2 separate regions of the Mus musculus genome follow, and region 1 is linked to region 2. A link is a contact called in public HiChIP or PLAC-seq data. All regions are on one chromosome and are shown on one strand. Each heading gives the region's core, a stretch centred on a gene start, on an enhancer-like site or on the middle of the called end of the contact. The rest is flanking DNA. Distances are from core to core; before and after follow the strand shown.

Evidence for each region. HiChIP or PLAC-seq counts read pairs in DNA pulled down with a chosen protein or histone mark.
Region 1: an HNF4G HiChIP or PLAC-seq map of pancreatic cancer cells shows a contact between it and region 2. The contact joins the promoter of Zfp422 here to the enhancer-like site in region 2. A contact is called at or near these places in 2 of 39 promoter capture datasets (embryonic stem cells and stem cell-derived epiblast-like cells), 1 of 115 datasets of contacts at active chromatin or transcription factors (pancreatic cancer cells) and 2 of 9 other capture datasets (adipose tissue and liver).

Annotation. Positions count from the first base shown.
Region 1 is chr6:116,626,670-116,632,989 of GRCm38.p6, forward strand. Zfp422 (zinc finger protein 422) reads right to left here and starts at 2,330. Exons shown (of 2, transcript NM_026057.3): 1 at 2,262-2,330; 2 at 1-464. The coding sequence starts at 367.
Region 2 is chr6:116,403,233-116,408,811 of GRCm38.p6, forward strand. Marchf8 (membrane associated ring-CH-type finger 8) reads left to right here. Exons shown (of 8, transcript NM_001302383.1): 6 at 188-368; 7 at 2,403-2,550; 8 at 2,793-5,579. The coding sequence ends at 3,094. Among named protein-coding and RNA genes, the nearest start is that of Gm38880, 7.2 kb to the right of the region's middle. Within about 2 kb of position 3,594, at least 52 of the 459 cell types and tissues checked have an H3K27ac peak or open chromatin away from gene starts, as enhancers often do. A contact at or near this core is called in pancreatic cancer cells, where this site is marked.

The sequences.
Region 1 (6,320 bases), core at 1,080-3,579, 220 kb after region 2:
TCTGCTTGAATCTCTCTCCACACTCGTCACACTTATAGGGCTTTTCCCCCGTGTGGATCCGCCGGTGCTGGATGAGGTTAGAACTCTGAAAGAAACTTTTCCCACAATCGGCACATTTATGGGATTTCTTCCCAGTATGGATCTTCTTGTGCTGAAAGAGCGTGGAGCTCTGACTGAAACTCTTGGAGCATTTAGCACACTTGTAAGGCTTCTCGTCCACGTTCCTTCTCCGTCGACTCAAGCCCGAGTCGAAGCGAATGGCCACCCCCCATTTCTGTCGCTGGCGGGCTGTCTTGCGCTTGCTCTCATAGGCTTTTCCTTGGCTGGCGCTTCGAGAAATACCCCCTTTGGGCTTTCCTAACCTCATGGTGAGTAGGCAAATGTGTCGGCAAGAGATCCTACTGTCTTCTGAACTTCTGAACTAAGGTCTCATATCCTAGAGTGACGCAACTCGGAATTCCCTTCTGTAGAAGAAAAAGAAAAATACAGATATTTATTAGTTCAGCACTAGCACCTCTTCAATCTATCAAAACTGCATCCATGTGTAGCCAAAGCACACCTAGTACAAGTGCAATGACGCACTTTTAAGAGACAGGTGCTCGTTAGGTGATTCTAATGCCAGAGGTTAAGCTTAATCAGCATCATCATCATTTTGCAACGTTTCTGATTTTGGACAGGCAAAAGAGAAGACGAAGAAAAACATAAACCTGTTAGGGAGGAGCCACAGAGAGTATTTTGAAGGACTAAAAAGCAAAAGCAAGATAAAGTCTCAGAGAAGATACAAAAATAACTGCAAAAGATGATCAATATCTCTGCTAAACAGCATCTCAGGTCAATACTGGCTGTGCTAAATTTCTCATTTAATAGCTGCTACGTAAGATATCCAATTCAAAAGAAATGACAGATTATACTACACCTCCATAGATTCCTATCTATTCTTATTTGCTTGGTTATTTCTATAGATGATAACTTAGCAAGCGGAGTTGAAAATAGAAGCTAATCGGTAAAGAGAATTTCAAGTTTCCCAAGAGTCTTATTCAGAAAATACTAGGTGAGAAAAATCTGGAAAAAAAAAAAAAAAACCAAAACACTTTATTCTTCCTTTCCTAGACTATAGCACGCCAAGAAGGAGAGCACAACCAAAAGCTCTAAAATAAGTTTATTGCATTACATTTAAGGTTGTCTGGAAGCTGTCAAAACAACCCCTTCCACACACACACACTCCAAATAGGCGAGAGTGTGGGAGGTGTTCAGGCCTGCAAAGCCAGTCACTGGACTTCCAGTGTCTTAGGTTAGTTGGAAAACCTACTTGCAACTCAGTTATTTTTCTGAGTTTCCTTGCACACAAGCATTTAAAGTAAGTAAATAAAAACACAAATGACATCTTTTCCTGCCTTTTTTTTCCTTCGTCTTGATTTTGCTGTATAATAATCCTCCAAACGTAAGAGTGCCCAGGGGCTTTTCCTGGGTGTTTAATAATTTTATCTGCTACAATTGCAGCAACAGAAAGAGCAAACTGCACATAACACAGATCTACAGCAATCACTGCCCATAACCGTCTCGGTTATGTACAGACCACGTAAACAGGAGACACTGTGTGGGGTACCTGGTACTCAATAAATAGCTATAATGGTAAGCATACACTTTTAAACACATCTCTTTAAATACCGGGGAACTCACAACTGGTTGCAAACTGATCGATTATGGAATCTACCTATGGATGAAGTAATCATACTTACAGGTAGCCTATGTGTGCTCCTATTTTTAAAATAAAGCTGATTTAAAACCTCCTTTCGTGGGTTCGTAAACACAGGCCCGAAGCTCCTTTAGCTCCTTTACCCATCCCAACCCCGGAGCCGCCTCCGGGCCTGATTTCTCACTGTCCGACCTGGGGAGTCCATCGCCCCCTCGTCTAACGCCCGCCAAGTCCGGTTGTCTGATCGAGGTCCCCAGTAGGGGAGAGGCTGGGTAAAGCTGGGTGATGGAGCTCCAGTACTGGGGACCCGTCTAGCCGGCGTGCACCTGCTCCCTCACCCATTTACGGCAGCAACAAAGAGTCCGCCGCTTCCCTCCAAGTCGCTCACAATGGCCCGGTGCAGCCTACCCACCCGTACAATGGAGTCTTTCTCCTCCGCGGCGAGCGGAGGCGCCCAGGCCGAAGCCGACCCCAGCCCGAGGCCACCCGCCGGGCTCCGTGCAGCGCCGCAGCCCGACCCGACCCAACACCGGCCCAGGCAGACCCGCAGGCCCCGCGTACTCACCGCGCAGGCCGCCACGGTGCCCGCCTCGCGCCTCGCCCGCCGGAAGTGCGGGCTGCTAGCCGCGGAGCTGCCGGCCGCTCTAGGAAGAGGCGGAGAGACCCTCTATGGTCCCCGGCCCACCCCACCATATCCTGCGGATTCTTCCGGTGGTCCTTTTGTGTTCCTCTCTTACCACTCAGAAGGCAGAGCCAAGGACCTTAAGGCCTGTTACCCGCTCTCTTTCTATTCTGGTCGACCTACACAGAAACTGGCCTTTGTTAGATTCTGCTCACCACCCCCAAACCAGCCCGTTCCAACTTGTAAATTGCATTCTTAGTACTGAGTATCTAGTCTAGAGAAATAACTTCAGCCTAAGGTGTTACTTATGTTTTTCACGGGTCGCCTTATATCACCAAAAGGCCCGTGAAATTTCTGGAGGACACTGTCCGCACAGGCTGACTGATTGATTAAAACGGCGGTGGTGAAGAGAGGTTGGGATGTTGCAGGTCCAGAGCATAATTAGTATTCATCTTGGGATGCATCCATTCCTTGTCCACTTCTATGGAAGGATGTGCAACATCCTGACAGATAAAACACAAAATCCCATTCTCCAATCAAAAGGCCAAGAATACTATGTTAGATGACATCTATAGCTGAGATGTCTAAACAGAGCTCTAACCCACCTCTCTGATGTTTCTACAAATGAATTTAAAAGTATCTTGATTTATGGCTTTCTTTGTTCTGTTACTGTCAAACCTTCATGAATTTGGTTGCAGGTTGAAAGGCGGAGTTTGGGTAATCTAAATCTGTGTTCCCTGGGCCATCATCACTTGTGTTTGGCCTCTGAATAAAACTCATGACTTTGAGGAGAGAGCCGTGACTTTGCATCAGCCACTCCTATCAGAGGAAAATGAATGCGTTCAGTGTACTGGGCAGGAACCCCAGCTTGGAGAGGAATTCTGCTCCCGCTCACACTGTGAGTGAACAACTCGGTTTGGAAAGGCACACATGCTTCCTTCCCAGGGGAGTTCTAATGGCTTCAGATTCATCGCATTAAGGCAGACTCCCCTCACTGGCGACCTTGGCTGATCCTGGTGTCCATAAATGCAACTTCCTGCAGAGAAGCAGCACTCTTCTGCGCGGCTGGCCAGATAAGTGAGCTTCTGTGGTTATGGAGGGTTTGGGAGTGTCGTAGGTCCGGAGCCCAGTCATAACAGAGTTTGAGGTATCTCTAGCCATGGAAATAACCACTACTTTGCCCACTTTTGACCTGACATCCTGTGACTGACAGGTAAAAAATATTTTGGGATGTGCTAATTTAACAAAACTGATTTTCTACAACCAGAAGTCCAAGAGTCATCTGATAGCGGAAGCCTGCAGCTGAGGTTCCTCCATGCTGCTATAACCTCCCACTCCATGCTTCCACTAGTGTGTTCCAAAGTGTCTTGTTTTGCAACTTTCTTTATTCTATTACTATGAAACTTCATGAAACTGCTTCCATGTTGGGGCCTGGGATTTGAGGTAACCTAAATCTGTTTCTGGGCCACGGTCATTTATATTTGGTCCCAGCATAAACTCTCTTGACCCATTGACATGTGCAACTCTCCAGAGCTCCAGGCTCCTGGATCCGATTGCTTGGGATCCCGTTTGAATGCGCAGTGAGCATGGCACATCAAACGTTCTGTCCCTCGATAGTCTCCGCCCAGCAATTGACAACCGTGCCTTCACTCCAGCTGCTCAAGCCAAAATCCTCAATGTCACTCTTGTCATGGTCTCCCCTACTCTAAACTTACAAACAACCCTTCTGGTGCCATCTGGGGGTCTTGGCTGGGTGTTTTCTCACCAGCTAAAGAAATAAAAGAGAAAAAAATCCAAGACACAAAAAGGTAAAAAAAACAGAACAACAACAACCACAACACACACACATACACACACACACACACACACACACACACACACACGAGCATTGGAAAAGGAAGTGGTGGACCCACCCATCCCCCAGTTAAAGTCAGTGAGAAAGCAGGCCCCGGAGACAGCTACTGAAAAGCACACAGAAAGAAAGACTCTCCACAAGGTGGAAAGGGGATTCAGAAACCAAAATCCATTTTCCTCACGTGGGGCTATCAGCGCCCTGTTCTCTATCATTTTCCTCATGGGGGGGGGGGCTTTTGGGTTCCCCAGGTTGAGTTCTCACTCTCCTCATTTCATACTGGCTAATGTCCTGTTTGGTGTTATACTACCTTGACCCAGCTAGAGTCATTTGGGAAGAGGAACTCTCAGTTGAGAAACAACCCCTTTCATCCCCTTATGTTCTTCCTGTAGGCATATCTGTAGGGCATTTTTTTTTTTCAATTAACAGTTGTTGTCAGTGGGCCCAGCTCAGTGTAGGTGGTGTCAGCCTAGGCAGGTGATTCTGGGGTATTTAAGAGCACAAGCTGAGTGAGCCCTGGGGAGGAAGGCAGTGAGCAGCTCTTCTTGACTTCTCCATCAGATCCTGATTCTAGGTTTCTGCCCGGCTTGAGTTCCTACCATGGCTTTCTTCAGGAATGGACTCTTACCTGGAAGTGTAAGATGAAATAAACCCTTTCCTCCCCAAGTTGCTTTGGTGATGGTGTTTCATTCCAGCAATAGAAACTCTAACGGAGACAGTTTAGACAGAACAGGGAGCGGACAGACCCGCAGCTCTAGGTAAACATGCTCAGGATTGGCCTTGAACATATCTAAGCAGCCTGGACGGGTCAGCCAGAGGGAGGTTCCTGCTGCCTGAAGAAAGTTCCACCTGGCCTCTGTCTCAGGTCAGAAAGGTGAGAAAGAGGCTGGGAGTCTGCCAACTTTTTTATTTATCTGTGACCCCTTTCCCTAACTGCCTGCCTGGCAGGGATCTCTCCAGCTCCCCATCCCTCACTTTCACAGATTGTTCTGGGCCTGTCTTCACAGTGTGTGTTCAGAACAAAGCCCCTTTCCTGCAATCTCCACAGAGCCTCAAGTGTCAGTGTCATCGTCCCCCTCCCCGCCCCTGCGACTGCATTTGCTTCCTGACAAATGTCCTTTCGGAGCTCAGTGTCACCCTCTGAAAACCAAATTAGATCATGCCTTTCATGGGTCCAAAGCCTCCCAAAGTCTTCCCATCTCAAAACAAAAGCCAATGACCTGACTGTGGCACATGAGGTCTGACACGGTTTGTCAGGTTCTTGGTTGTATTTGCAGGGCTAAGAACCATGCTCAGCAGGCAGGAGGTTCTCAGTACACATTTGTTGCATCAACAAACTGGTAAGATGCTTCTCTGCTTACTTCAATATTTCCCTTATTCTCTTCTAGCCACAGTCCTACAAAGCAGGGCTCACTGTATCTGCCTTGGCCAATAGGTAAATGAAGGCCAGACAGTTGCTTCAGGAGTTCCTGTCTCTGGCTGAAGAGTTCTGGCCAGCAGAGGGAGCTGTTTCTGCAGATGCCAGAGCCCTGAGCTTAATGATGTTTGATCTGCATAATGGTCAACAACTCAATAAGCCAGACACTATATGAACTTTATCAAAGCTGGAATGAATTAATGCACAGCGTTGTTCTCATTAGCTTTTTAAAAAAAGATGTATTTATTTTTATTTATATGAGTACTCTGTAGCTGTCTTCAGACGTACCAGAACATGGTATCAGAGCCCATTACAGATGGTTGTGAACCACCATGTGAATGCTGGGAATTGAACTCAGGACCTCTGGAAGAGCAGTCACTGTTCTTAACCCCTGACCCACCTCTCCAGCCCATCTCATTAGCTTTAATTGTCAAGTTGACACAGCTTAAAATCATCTGAGATGGGCATGTCTGTGGGGAATTTTCTTATTAGGTGATATAGAAGGACCCAGACTGCTGTAAGTAGCACCATTCCTTGGGTAATAGTCTTGAACTACATAAGAAAGCTAGCTAAGAAGAGGCCTGTGAGAAAGCCAGCAAACAGCACTCCTCCATGATTTCTGCTTCAAGTTCCTGCCCTGTCTTCCCCTCAGTGATGGACCTGATGGCTGAAATAAATCATTGTTCCCCTAAATTACTTGTGGTTTGTGTTTTATTCCAATGATAGAGACTAA
Region 2 (5,579 bases), core at 2,344-4,843:
GCTGTGGTAAGCTGACGTTCAGCTAATCGTGATTTTTCTCATTCGTGCTTGTGTGTCTCTGTGCTGACAGTCACTTTTACGGTTTTCATTTCTGAACTTTGGTTTGTGGAGGAATTGGCCTTCTGGTGCAGCGCCATCTTCCCTCCTAGAGCTCCTCTTTTCACTGACTAGTTCCCTTCCACCACAGGATCTGCCACTGTGAAGGGGATGACGAGAGCCCTCTGATCACCCCCTGTCACTGCACAGGGAGCCTCCATTTCGTGCATCAGGCTTGCCTGCAGCAGTGGATCAAGAGTTCTGACACACGCTGCTGTGAACTCTGCAAGTACGAGTTCATCATGGAGACCAAGCTGAAACCTTTGAGGAAAGTACGTGAGAAGGGGGTGGGTGCTCGGCAGAGTCGTCCTTTCAGACTGTACCTGGGCAGCTGTGTTCACTGCTTTAGAAATTGAGGCTGGAGTGCTTGCTGTCGAGCCTTACTTCTGATGGTAATGGCTCAGGTCTGGCCTTCCTTCATGCTGCTTCTCTTTCCATCACACTGACACTGTTTTCTTCTTGCTCTTCTCTCCTTTGACCACCAACTATCTTGTGACATCTTGCTCAGCATTTAATTTCTTATATGTCAGCTGTTTTGTGTCTCTTGTTAGGACACTTAGTGATGAGTATCTCCAACACTGAGTCTAGTTCAGCACAGTTTGTATGTCTGTGCTAAGTATTTGCTAGCTGAAAGGATTACTACATAAGGAGGTCCCCCAAGTCACTGCTGCCTTCCCATCCATACTTGTCAGTTTCATACTTCTCTCTCTGCCCAGCACAAAAGATCATATTTGGAAGGAGAAAAAAGGCTCCTACTGTGCCAAAAGCATTAATATATAAGTTGCTAGGGAACTTATTATTATGGGGCCGATTAAATGCTAAGTTAGCTGGCAATGGAGCACACAGAAAGAAGTGCTCCTCGTGGGGCAGTCTCATGGGAGGAGGGGCATTGTAGATGGTTTGGCTTGGGGAGTGCTTCTCCCCAGTGTGTATGATTTGCAGGCAGAGTGAACAGGCTTTAACAGGCAGGGGCCAGATTGCCTGTGGAGAAAAGTATCCACTGAGGTGGTGAATGTGAGCACTGCGGGAGTGTAAAAGGGTTGAGCCATGGGTATCTTAGGAAAGAGTGAGAACCAGGCACAGAAGACACAAGGTGCTGATTCAGGAACCGTGCTACTTCTGAAACCCCAACAGAAAGCAGTTGGATGTTAGAGAAGGCAGGTGCAAACTGCTCAAGAAAATGCTCTGCCTGGTCAGAGGCTCCTGGGACCTACTTGGTGTAATCTGTCACATGATCCTGTAACACTTGGATAGTATAGATCACTAATGAAGCTCTGTTTGCAACTTAGCCTGATAGTCTATACCCGTCATTAGCAGAAGATAAGCAAAATGTTTACACTTTCTTCTTTCTACTTTTCTGTCTTCTGATTTGGAAACCAGTAAATGACTAGGCCAGTGTGTCCGGATAAGTTAATGACCTCCTAGAGGGATGGCACTGGCAGAGCTGCTTGTTAGGAACTCTTTTTTTTTTTTTGAGACAGGGTTTCTCTGTGTAGCTCTGGCTGTCCTGGAATTCACTCTGTAGACCAGGCTGGCCTTGAACTCAGAAATCCGCCTGCCTCTGTCTCCCGAGTACTGGGATTAAAGGCGTGCGCCACCACACCTGGCTGTTCAGGATTTTTTTTTAATTAGATATTTTCTTTATATACATTTCAAATGCTATCCCGAAAGTTCCCTATACCCTCCCTCTGCCCTGCTCCCCTACCCACCCACTCCCACTTCCACTTCTTGGCCCTGGCATTCCCCTGTACTGGGGCATATAAAGTTTGCAGTACCAAGGGGCCTCTCTTCCCAGAAAGGATGGACTATCCAGAGACTACCCCACCCGGGGATCCATCCCATGGTCAGGAACTCTTAAGCATCGGTTTCAAGCTGTTGCTACCAAAGTAGCAGAGGACCAAAGAGTGAGAGCCTTCTGCCATTCCCCTTTCCAGCACCGATGAGACCCGTTCCTGGTGTGCTGTGGTGTCACCAGTTAGCACAGACCTGACCCTAGCAGCTGCGGCTCAGCTGCCGTACTCCTTTTGTCAAGTCTTCATTGTCTGACTGCAGGAGTAAGAAACTAGCTCATGGGAGGCCACTGCTCGTCTCAGTCCTGGCTTCTCTTCATTGCACAGAAAGTTGGCTTTGTCCGCTATGTCATTGAAGCCAACTGGCTTAACGTAGTTTTGTGTGTGTGGGGAGATTGATCTGGCCTAGGAGAGGGAGGGAAGGAAAGCCTCTCGTAGCCATGGGCAACGCTCACTGCTTCCCATTGTGATCCTTTGCTCTGAAGCTGAGCCTCATATCCCTGTGTTGTCTTCCAGTGGGAGAAGTTGCAGATGACTGCCAGTGAGCGCAGGAAGATCATGTGCTCAGTGACCTTCCATGTCATTGCTATCACCTGTGTGGTCTGGTCCTTGTATGTGCTCATTGACCGCACAGCAGAGGAAATCAAGCAGGGTCAGGTAACAGGTGAGTATATGGGCCGTGAGGTGAGTGCTGTACACAGGTCCTGGGGACTGAGGTTCTGGGGTTTAGAGCTCTGTTTCCTGAGAGAGCAGAGTAAACTACATTGAGAACACTTCCTGCTCCTTTTGGGGAGGGAGGACTTGATGAGTCAGAAATGTACAGAGTGGTTGTGGGCGTTCAGAAGCTCTGTCCTGCTTCCTTCTGACATGAGACCTCCTGATGAGCTAACTGAGTCTCCCCTGCAGGAATCCTAGAGTGGCCTTTCTGGACGAAGCTGGTAGTTGTGGCCATCGGCTTCACTGGAGGACTTCTCTTTATGTATGTTCAGTGCAAGGTGTACCTACAGTTATGGAAAAGACTCAAGGCTTACAATAGAGTGATCTATGTTCAGAACTGTCCAGAAACAAGTAAAAAGAATATTTTTGAAAAGTCTGCACTTACAGAGCCCACCCTTGAAAATAAAGAAGGACATGGAATGTGTCATTCCACCACAAATTCTTCTTGCACAGAGCCTGAAGACACTGGAGCAGAAATTATTAACGTCTGACCATGTGAGGGTGTCATTTCCTTGATGTCCACCAACAGCTGAAGGAATTTGTCTGCTGCCAGTTGTGTTCCTTCTTTCTGTCGTTTAATAGCATAGACTGGGCAGGTGACTATTTATAGTGGCCTCTCTTTTTCTCAACCCTCCTTGGTGTGAATGTCCTAGAATTCTTGTGGGGCAGGTACCACTGGGTTCCATTCTGCCAGGCTTCTCTGTGGTCTGGGAAGGTGGGAGACCCCATGTATCCATGACAAGGAGCTGGCTAAGTTCCAGCCCCTGGTCTTGAATAGATTATGGAAGTAAAAAGCTAAAGCAGAAGACAGAGCAGCATGGGGAGAGGAGGCGGGTGATGGAGGGTCCCCAGAGGACAGAGCAGCATGGTGCGGGAGGGCTGCTGCTGCTGGGAGGGGTCCCTCACACTAACGAGAGCTAGGAGTGGCAAGGGAGCAGTGCCTCCAGACAGCAGCCCTGCAGCCCCTGCCTTGCTCAGCTGATGCCACCACCTTGCTCGGGGGGCAGACAAGGCCTTGGGCTGTGTCTGCTGGTGTGTGACTCACTGAGAAAACAGCACTTTATGAGAGTTTTTATTTTGGAATTCCTGTGTTTAATGGGAGTGACATGTTTAAACACGTGTCACATTTAGAAATGTTCTCTTTATTGCCTGTTATCTCTTTGCATCAAAATCGAACTGAAACCATTTCTGCCTTATATATTCTGAGTAGTAGATGTCCTTCCATGTCCAGAAAAGACTTCAGACTTTAAGCAAGACAGACAGGTCTGAGACTCCATGGGAATTAATGGATGCTAAGAGTGTAATTCCTCTGGTTTTGAGCCTGTTTCCTGAAAAGTCCTATCTCACAAGCTCACCCATACATTTCTTTGTTGTGAGCGTTGAAATGAAAGGGTTTTGAGATGTAATGAATCTGAATCAGGGTGAGCATTTAAAAAACGCTCCTTTGACTGACAGATGTCTCCAGATGGAGTGGGTACACATTGGGGACACTCCTGTGATCCACCTCTGCTGTCCCCTGTGCTGACAAAGTTCTGTGGAGTCATTGCTGAGGGCTGGGAGGTCAACAGACCAGCTCTGGGATGAGGTCTTGGGTGAGCAGTCAGCTAATTGCATCGCCATTGTGTCACTGACCTGGCCTCATACCCACTTATTGCCTTAAGCAGACTTGACAGGATCACTAGGGTCCTTAGCTCCAATGTGACCTATTCTGTCTTGGGGTTACCTCCTGCGCGATATTTTCACAAGACAGACAAAATCAAATCACTACTGCTAAGTGGCCATTGCCCCTTTAAAAAGTTTGTTGAACATTTTTTTTCTTGAAGGCCATTGTCAAAGTGCCAGGCAATAGTCAACTTACAATGTGACAAGAGGAACCGCAGAAGTGTACTACTCTCCAAGTGGCTGCTGTCGGCTCCAGGGTCTTCAGATTCTCTTGAGGTGGCCAGGGCAATGCCTAGGGTCCATCTCCCTGAGCTTTGGCTGCTTCACCTGTCTTCTCCAGAGACTGAGGCAAACCGAAGATGAATCTTTTGTAGTTCCTAGTAGAAGCCCCGTGCTTAGTTTTCAGAAGCATGTGGAGGCTAGCTAGAAGGCTTGTGGAAGCAAGTTCTGTCCTGTTATCCCCTTGTCTACTCCCTGGAGTCATGGAGTTCAGTTGTGGAGCTGTTCTGCCAGGGCTTTCAGCCATTATCTAATGGGCCCACCCCTTAGGTCAGCCTGCCCTCTCTCTCCCAGACCACATAAGCCTCCCTGTGCTCACTGTGCCCCAAAGTGCAATTACTCACACTCAGTGAGGACACCAGGCAGCTACAGACTGCCCACTAAGCTCTGACTATTCCTTTTAGCAGCTGCTGCGGCGAGTCTCTGACCCTGTCCATCTGTCTGTGACAAGATGTTCCAACATTGGGTGGGCAGTCAAATGAAGATGGAGGCATTTGTAGAGAAGAAAGTGTCCCTCAATGGGGGTTGTCTCTGCACAGCTGCCCTAGGGGACTTGTACTCCCACATAGATAGGTGGCTTTGGAAGCATGGCTTCATGTTGTTCCCTTTATTTCAGGAAGGCCTGATGCTATCTCTTCTCTGGCTTCTCTGATGAACTCTGTCCTTCATCCTTCCCCCGCTCGTTTTCCCTGAAGGTTCTCTGATCTAGTAAACAACTACACATGTGACTCAGTGCAGGAGACTGGCAAGGCACGGCTGCGAAGCATCTGGCAGAGCTCTGGGTCTGCCCAGACTCTCCTAGTCCTTGCCTCTTTGGCCTCTGAGTAATTTTGCAGGGCTATCTGTCTACCCCATTGTTCCTCACTTTGAGCTTAGATATAGTGGGAAGATGGCATGTAGCTAGACCAAGCAGATCTAGGATGAGGGAGACCTCAGGCCAGGAGGGCTTGTGCTTGTGGGTCAAATGAAGAAGGAAGTCGTCTCAGGGTGTCACTGGCAGCCCTCTAACTTGGCCTTTACCCCGTATGTCATAGA